2 separate regions of the Ovis aries genome follow, and region 1 is linked to region 2. A link is a contact called in public Hi-C data. All regions are on one chromosome and are shown on one strand. Each heading gives the region's core, a stretch centred on a gene start, on an enhancer-like site or on the middle of the called end of the contact. The rest is flanking DNA. Distances are from core to core; before and after follow the strand shown.

The links. A called contact is a pair of places that touch in the nucleus more often than the background predicts.
Region 1: a Hi-C map of muscle shows a contact between it and region 2, with 4 times the contacts expected there. The contact joins two enhancer-like sites. A contact is called at or near these places in 3 of 16 Hi-C or Micro-C datasets (liver and muscle).

The regions. Positions count from the first base shown.
Region 1 is chr16:12,477,890-12,481,892 of ARS-UI_Ramb_v3.0, forward strand. No RefSeq gene overlaps it. Among named protein-coding and RNA genes, the nearest start is that of CD180, 26 kb to the right of the region's middle. Within about 2 kb of position 1,437, at least 22 of the 54 cell types and tissues checked have an H3K27ac peak or open chromatin away from gene starts, as enhancers often do. A contact at or near this core is called in muscle, where this site is marked.
Region 2 is chr16:12,068,225-12,071,764 of ARS-UI_Ramb_v3.0, forward strand. No RefSeq gene overlaps it. Among named protein-coding and RNA genes, the nearest start is that of CD180, 440 kb to the right of the region's middle. Within about 2 kb of position 1,872, at least 6 of the 54 cell types and tissues checked have an H3K27ac peak or open chromatin away from gene starts, as enhancers often do. A contact at or near this core is called in muscle, where this site is marked.

The sequences.
Region 1 (4,003 bases), core at 187-2,686, 410 kb after region 2:
TCAGAGGAAAGGAGTGTAACTAAAAATCAACGAGAGATTTAGTAAGAATTTCAAAGCGGGTTATAAAAGAACAACTAATGTGATTTAAAGCACTTTGGCTGGAGTTTTCCTTTCATATTGACCACATTTTCTGCCCTGTTGCCAGTCTGAGATCCAGGCCACTCCGTACAGTAAGCAAATACTTCCCAGAAACAAACAATGGAATATCGAAGCCATTGGTATTCTTCTCACAGCAGTAGGAACCAGAGCCAGGTGCTAAAGGAATTGGTTGTTTATGAATTATTCCTTCCTTTCTTCCTTCCTCTCTGTTTCTGCTTCCTCTCACAGAACTATCAGCGACCCTTTCCCCAGGCGCTAGAGTGCTACTTGGAGAACTGCTAATAATGCCCCTTGTTTTCCTAAGTCATTTCAGGCCCGGGGATTTAGACATCCATTAGGAGCTTATGCCCAGCAGCAGTCCTGACCAGCTGATCATCAAAACAAGTGATGCATGTACTCTTTTCAGGATGAGATGATTAAATCCATTGAAAGCATCATCCCACCTGTAAGACCACTGTATGAATTCACAGGGTGAAAACCGAGAGAGGAGTGAAGACTTGAGAATGATGGCTGGGGAACACCCACTCATGAGTCCAGCCAAGAGCTACCGAAAGATCTTTCCTGCTCAGAGAGGCCCAAAGGGAAGCTGAGCTCCTGATTGAAAGGTCAAACTCAGATACACACACACATATGTACACACAGGCACACATGTGAACACATACACACGCATGCACACATATTAATGCACACGAACTGAAATAGTCATTCAGTTCGCTGACATAAGCATAGGGTTTAATCCATGCTTCTTTCATTGACCTTCTGTGGAAAGACATTTGTCCTGTAGGTCCTCAGACCTGGGACTCACAAGTCAAGGTGTCAAGTTTGTGGAAGATGAAACTGAGAGGAGACAATCTTTGTCTACTAGAGATTTTGATGAACAGGAAGAAAAGCTTAGCACTGGCAGACGATAAATCTGAGCGGGGGGTGAAACAGTGGGGTGAATTATATACCTGACTGTGAAGAGGACGGGGTCACTGGAGCAGCCAAAGGAAGCGGCACAGAAATCAGCCAAGCACAGTGCTTCATGCCGTGAGTGCAGAGCCCTGGAGGCCTGCCAAAATCAGACAGGCATCCTCACTGACCTTTCCAAGTCTGAGCGACTCCCAACCCAGACGAAGGACTGTGACCAAGGAGTGAATTCCTTTTCCTTCCTGGTGACCCTGCGTTACTTTCCAGTAAGTTCTCCCGTGGTACAATTGTTCCTTTATCTGCACAGGAAGGGGATTTGTGATTCCTTCTGGAAACCAGAGTGCTGCAGGTGCCAGGCTCACTCCCTCAGCTGCTGGCTCAGTCTGACCAGACCCTGACCTGGAAGGAAGCCCAGTCGTGTGTGGGCGCAGATGCAACAGCCCAGCTCACCAACAGGCTGGGGGGTGGCTTTAATTCTCTAGGACTCAGTAGCCTTTTGGTGACCATCAGGCAGAAACTACCATGACGCCAATGCTGTAAAACAGGGGACAAATCAGGCCTACCACAGGGGTTTGTAACTAAAGCTGCACTGGAACCCAGCCATGCTCATTTACGGCAGTATCCTCTACGGCTGCTCTCACCGAGGAGCTGTGACACAACCACAGGCCTGCAAGACCTAAGTTACCTACTATCTGGACCTTTACAGTGAAAGTCTGCCAACCTCTGGTTTAAAAGATGGATCACCAAGAGAAGGCAGTGTGGTATAACAGAAGCACCATGAGAAGGCAGTTCCCCAGGCCGAGGTTCTAGCCTGGGTTCTGTTACTAACCATCTGCCCTCAGTGACTTTTTTTCTTTTTTCCTAGCTGTAAAAGATCCTAAAATCCTGTGATTTAAACCTTTGAATTGCACAGGGTTCTAGATGCCAATTTCACTGCCCAGTACTTTTCATTTTCAAAACTTGTCATTTTTTTACACATAATCCAAGGATTGCAATATTTAAGATCATTAGATTGGAACACATTTGTGTGTTTTAAAAAAGAAACAAATACACATACATACCTGTGTGTGCACACACACACATACGGTCATGCACATCAGAGCAAGCCATCTGGCCCACTGGTATACGTATAGGATCTCACATCCAGGCTCCTTGCACTGACCTTTTATGGGAAAGACAGGAGTCTTCTAGGGCCTCACCACTTGCTCAGTGAAAGCTGCTGTGTCAGGGCCTCACCATCTATAAAGCAATGATCAGAACATCACTACTCAATTACAACTTAAGACACAGCTGTAAAATTATGGAGAATTATTTTTTATAAAACTGAGCAATTGTCTGCGTCCATCTCCTGACTGACGGAATAAAAATGCCTAGTTCACAAAACATTTCATTCACTGTAGCATTATTATGTAGCGGATGCTATCCTATTTACTTGTATTCTGTACCATCTTTATTTAGGGGTTACTTTTTGAGACTTGCAAATAGTTTCCAAACATCTCTCAGTCTAGAAAAACGTTAACATAGTGAAGCTGGTTTTAAAGCGGAGCCTGAGACAAGATCATCTACGCTGGGACGCGATTCCCAGGAACAGGAGTAGAGGACTAAGCAGATTTAAACAGGGAAAGAAGGGAAGCTGAGCTGATCCAAAGCCACTTCACTGAACTAGTCACTCAAATGGGCAGCTACAGCTCCAGAGCCCTGAGATGCTTTGAACTGCCTAGTAGAATGAGACCCTGATGCTTCCCTGAATAGCATGGGATGTGGGCATTATTTATCCTCCAACACTCATCATTGCCCCAAGGGGTTTTAGCTTACTCCCACTTCCAGTGTGTGCATGGGACAGAATGGTAACTGGGCCTCTGGAAACAACAGCTTCAGGAAAGCCCCAGGTCAGAAAGCAAGAATTGTGTGGGGCAGGTGAAGCAAGGACCCAGTGGGTCACAACTGCACAGAGCTGTCACAGCAGTGACTGGAGTCAAAAGGTTCCAGAAGAGGCTATAAGGAAGGTCAGTGAAGACCCTGTCCTTGTGTTCAAGCAGAATTCCATTTTAAAGAAGGATACAATTCTGTAAATAAACCATGTTAATGCATTCAGATCAACATCACCGGTTAATATGTGAACACAGACAGATTCTGCTACTCTGTCAGATGAGTAGCAATGAATGAAGGTCAGTATAAAGGAAGTCTTCAGAGAGAGGGTGATACCTGAGAGGTTTCAAAGGACCACTGGGAGTTTTCCAGGAAGTAAAGCAAGATAAGTGAACAAATCACCTATGCAAAGCCATGGATGTTGGACAAGTCAGAATGCAGGCAGGAAAATACAGGGACTTCAGAAAGGTTAAAAAGAGATAACACCTGGGGGAATGGTCAACCATGAAGAGACAGCAGAGGCCAAACCATGAAACACTGGATCCCATCCCAGGTACCTTGAAATCCCATCTACTGACTATAAAGGAACATAGAAAGATTGTTTTACAAAAAATAAAAAAAAGGAAGAAGGGAGTTATTCAATTTGCTTTTAAGAATGATAACTCTAATAACATCAGGGAAGGGAATTCATATTATCTCAAAGGAATTTCAGAGATAGATTAAAGTTTATGTATATTGATGATCCCAAGATTAAAATAATTCAGATCTGTCAAACATCTCAAATCATAGAATATACAATAATCAATTTTTCTGTAAGTGTACAGAACATTATAACTAAATTAAACACAAGACTAAGTGAAAACCATTACAAGGTTTCATCAGATTTTTGTGATAGTGCAAGTCTGTTATTTATTATTTAACGTTCACAGCACTTTACAATGAGGTCTGGAAATAATTTAAACCCACTGGTCATTCCCCTGGCCCTTTACCTCTGTGAAGCAGTGTGATAATTCAGGAAGACTACTGCTAAGACTCAATTCAGAAGTGTAGCTTTTTCCCACCACACTGAGAAGAAAATGAGTCATTTGGGTTTTTTATTGAGATGATAAGTAATGGGCATCCAATA
Region 2 (3,540 bases), core at 622-3,121:
AAAAAGTGGTTTATATTTAGCTGATATACATATAATCTCAGAGATTTCCCTGGAACATGCATGAGGTCCTTCTTGATCTATTTTTATGGCTATAGCAATCTGTAAAGTTGGGCTCTCTGGAATCCTTCCTTGGTTTTCTGATGTTAAGTCCATCTGTTTTGCTGCAGTTTAGTGTTAATAGTAGCATTACCAGAGAATGTAAGTTCAAAATTCAGTCTAGGTGTCCAGCTTATATTCAGGGACACATACCCTTTCTGTGGCCATGTCACAACCCTTCTATAGGTGACGTGCTTTGCTGAATACAGCTTGAGACTTATCCATCATTGTTCTCAGGAAATTTCTGTGCCTCATTAGTCAGATAATCGAAAATCAGCTGGATTTTTCAAGCTTAGCTTCAAATTCTTTTTGCATTTGTCCTACACTAGGTGACATTAGGAAAACATCGCTGGTAGTAGATCAACTCTTGTGCCCCATTACCTAATGGCTTAGCTGCTTGACATAATCATTTATAAGCTCTGCAGTGATGTCTACTGGCATGGAGCAAATGCTGTCTGGCTGAGACAGATAGGGCCCCCCTGGAGAATAAACATATTTGTTGGGTTATTCTTGGAAGAGCTGTTTGAAAATTCTTTGAGCAAGGGGTAGAAAGTGGTGATGAGTTGTAGACATAATGCCAAATGAGCCCCCACTTCTCTAGCTCAGAATTCCCACAGTTGGCTACAGATGGAAGTCCATGGGGACAGAAGCAGTGATTGAAAGTGCTGGCAGCTTGGACCACCCTTTCCTGTGAGCTCAGTCTATGCATAACGTGAGAGAAATCCTTATGCAAACCCCAGATTTTGAGAGCCTCAACAACATGGACATTTAGAGCCAAGGAAGATCTGTACCAGGACCACAGCTGCACAAGCCTCTCACTCATTCCCCCAACCTTCTCAACCACAGACATAGAACATCCTATAGAGAGCAGTGGCCAGAGATGTGAAACCGAAATTCTACGGAGACCATGCCTCCTGGCCGGCAGATTCTTCACACCACCATAGGGTGAGCGCCGACACCAAGCCCAGCACAGCCACCTTCCTAAGCCTCCAGCGGCCACACCCCTTTCCTGCACTTCTGGCCTCTAGCCCTTGTTTAGCCTCTCCTTGTTGAGCCCGTGCAGCCACTCTCTTTCTTATTCTACATTAACACCGCTCTTTGAGGGGTTACTGGTGACTCATAACTTCAATCTTTCTTCAGTTTCTAGCACAAACCATAAGTATAGAATTCATGGGTTTTGGAATGAGGCAGATTTTTTTTTTTTTTTTTTGGCCTATTTGCAGGGGCAGCTTGAGCAAGATGCTTAACTTCCCATCTGTAATCCCTGCAGGATGGCTGGAAGAATTAACTCATCCCTTCATTCAGCAAATGTCCATTAAACATCCTAAAATAGGAAAAACAGAAAGCACAGTACCTGACATATAATAAGTTCATGATAAGAGTAATCATGCTTAGTGTGATGAAAATAATAACAGAGACAGAAGCAATATTAAGCACCAATCTGACCTGTGTCTTACATCCTTAGCTACTTCGATCTGAGATCAGGAAATATGGAGCCATTGTCCATAGTTTCTATGGCTTTGGTTGGGCCTCTGACTTCTTCCAGTTCATTCTTCCTGTGTACAGCATTTCTTTCTTGGCTTGGCTCTTGCAAAGTTCTCAGGTTGTAGTCTTGCCATTTTCTCTGGATAATATCATCATCCGGATAATATAATCATCTGTGAGAATTTGAACTTCTTCACAAGCTGCATGTCTCAAGTGTCACTCACCAGAAGAGTTCCTGTGTGGAGGAGCCGTTGGATGACATCCTGAGATATCGCCACCTGCCATATGGTGTGGCAAGTGTCATGAGGTAATTGCTTCCTTTATTCCAGGCCAGCCTGCCAGGAACTTGATGCTGCCTCTGTAACAGATGACACCAGTGGCTTAACTGTTCTCAGGCTTTCAAAAGCAACGACTTTGAATGTTCTAACACCATGGATTCCCTAACGTCTTCACCATCCTAGAGAGTTGTGTTTCCTCTGTGCCTTCTCCTAAGTACAGCTCTCTAGTTTTATGTTAATTGTGCTTGTTCCTACTACTCACCCTTGGAATTGATTCTAAGTTAATCAAAGTGTTCCAAATACAATTATCAAGTGACTGTTCCCTTAGTATTTATGTTCTTACACCCCAATTAATAATCTCACAACTTGAAGGAACTTGTTTCTAATTGTTTATGAATGTTTTGTCTATCTTATTTTCTTTACGTAGAACAAAATACTAATTATTTTTTTCTTGTTCTACACTTGTTTATGTCATTAAATGACAACATCTACAACATGAGTATCTGGAGGGCATCATATTTTTTTAGCTGAACATATTTCCTAATTTATGAAGCTCATGTAATGGATAATTGATCAGATTAGTTGCTTTCCATAAGAGGCCTTGTACAACAAGGTTTTTATTTAGTTATTTCTCTTGGTCACATCCTTAGGGTTTGTTGTTGTTTTCAGTCTCTAAATCATGTCTGATTCTTTGCGACCCCATGGACTGCAACATGGCGGGCTCCTTTGTCCACCACTATCTCCCAAAGTTTCCTCAAGTTCATGTCCATTGAGTCAGTGATGCTGTCTAACCAACTCATTCTCTGCCCGCCCCTTCTCTTCTTGCCTTTAATCTTTCCCAGCATCAGCATGTTTTCCAGTGAGTCAGCTATTCACACCCTTACTGTTATGTAAGCAAAAATATAATTCATCCTTAACTTCTTCTAACTTGTGTTTCCTAAGTACCTTGTTCACTGTTCTGATATTTTTTCCCCAGGATTGCATTCAAGTCTCTCAACAGAGTGGAAAGGGCTGGAAAGAAATGGTAAGGCCATGCTTCATGTAGGCAAGCTCAATGTTGCTGCAGTATCTGATTTGTCAGAATATAAATAGATACTAGAGGCCAAAGAAAAGAAAAAGAAAAACTCACTGGACCAGAGTTGATGGAACGCCATTTACAACCCCTGCTTTATTATCGTTGGGTTCTCATTTCCTTGAGTATTCTTTACATAATAAAGACCAAGGTACTTAACATTGAAATCTATGCTGTCAGAGGCTGAGTATGTTATGCTATGCTAGTAATTGTTTTTAGGATTTTAAATATATTTTAGAGTTTTTAAGATGTCAATTGTTGATCTGTCAACCTTTCAATTGATTCTGTGTGTGTGTGTGTGTGTGTGTGTGTGTTGAAAGAAATAAATGACCCTCCTCAGTTCTACAACTAGGCATTTTCTTATTAGCATAACACACATGCATCTGTAGAATTTTTTTTCTACATTCATATAATGTCTCAGAAAGTTTTCTCTCACAGTTTTTAAAGCCATGGAAATATAATTCAGATTTTTTTTCCCTCAAATCTTCAAGAGTTTGGCAAAAGAAGCTTCTAACCGACATTTTGTTTAATATATTGAGGGGAGGATTGTTGAGGGTTCCATAGAACTCTCTTCCTGTGGCTGGCACATCCTATTCCCTAGACTTTCAC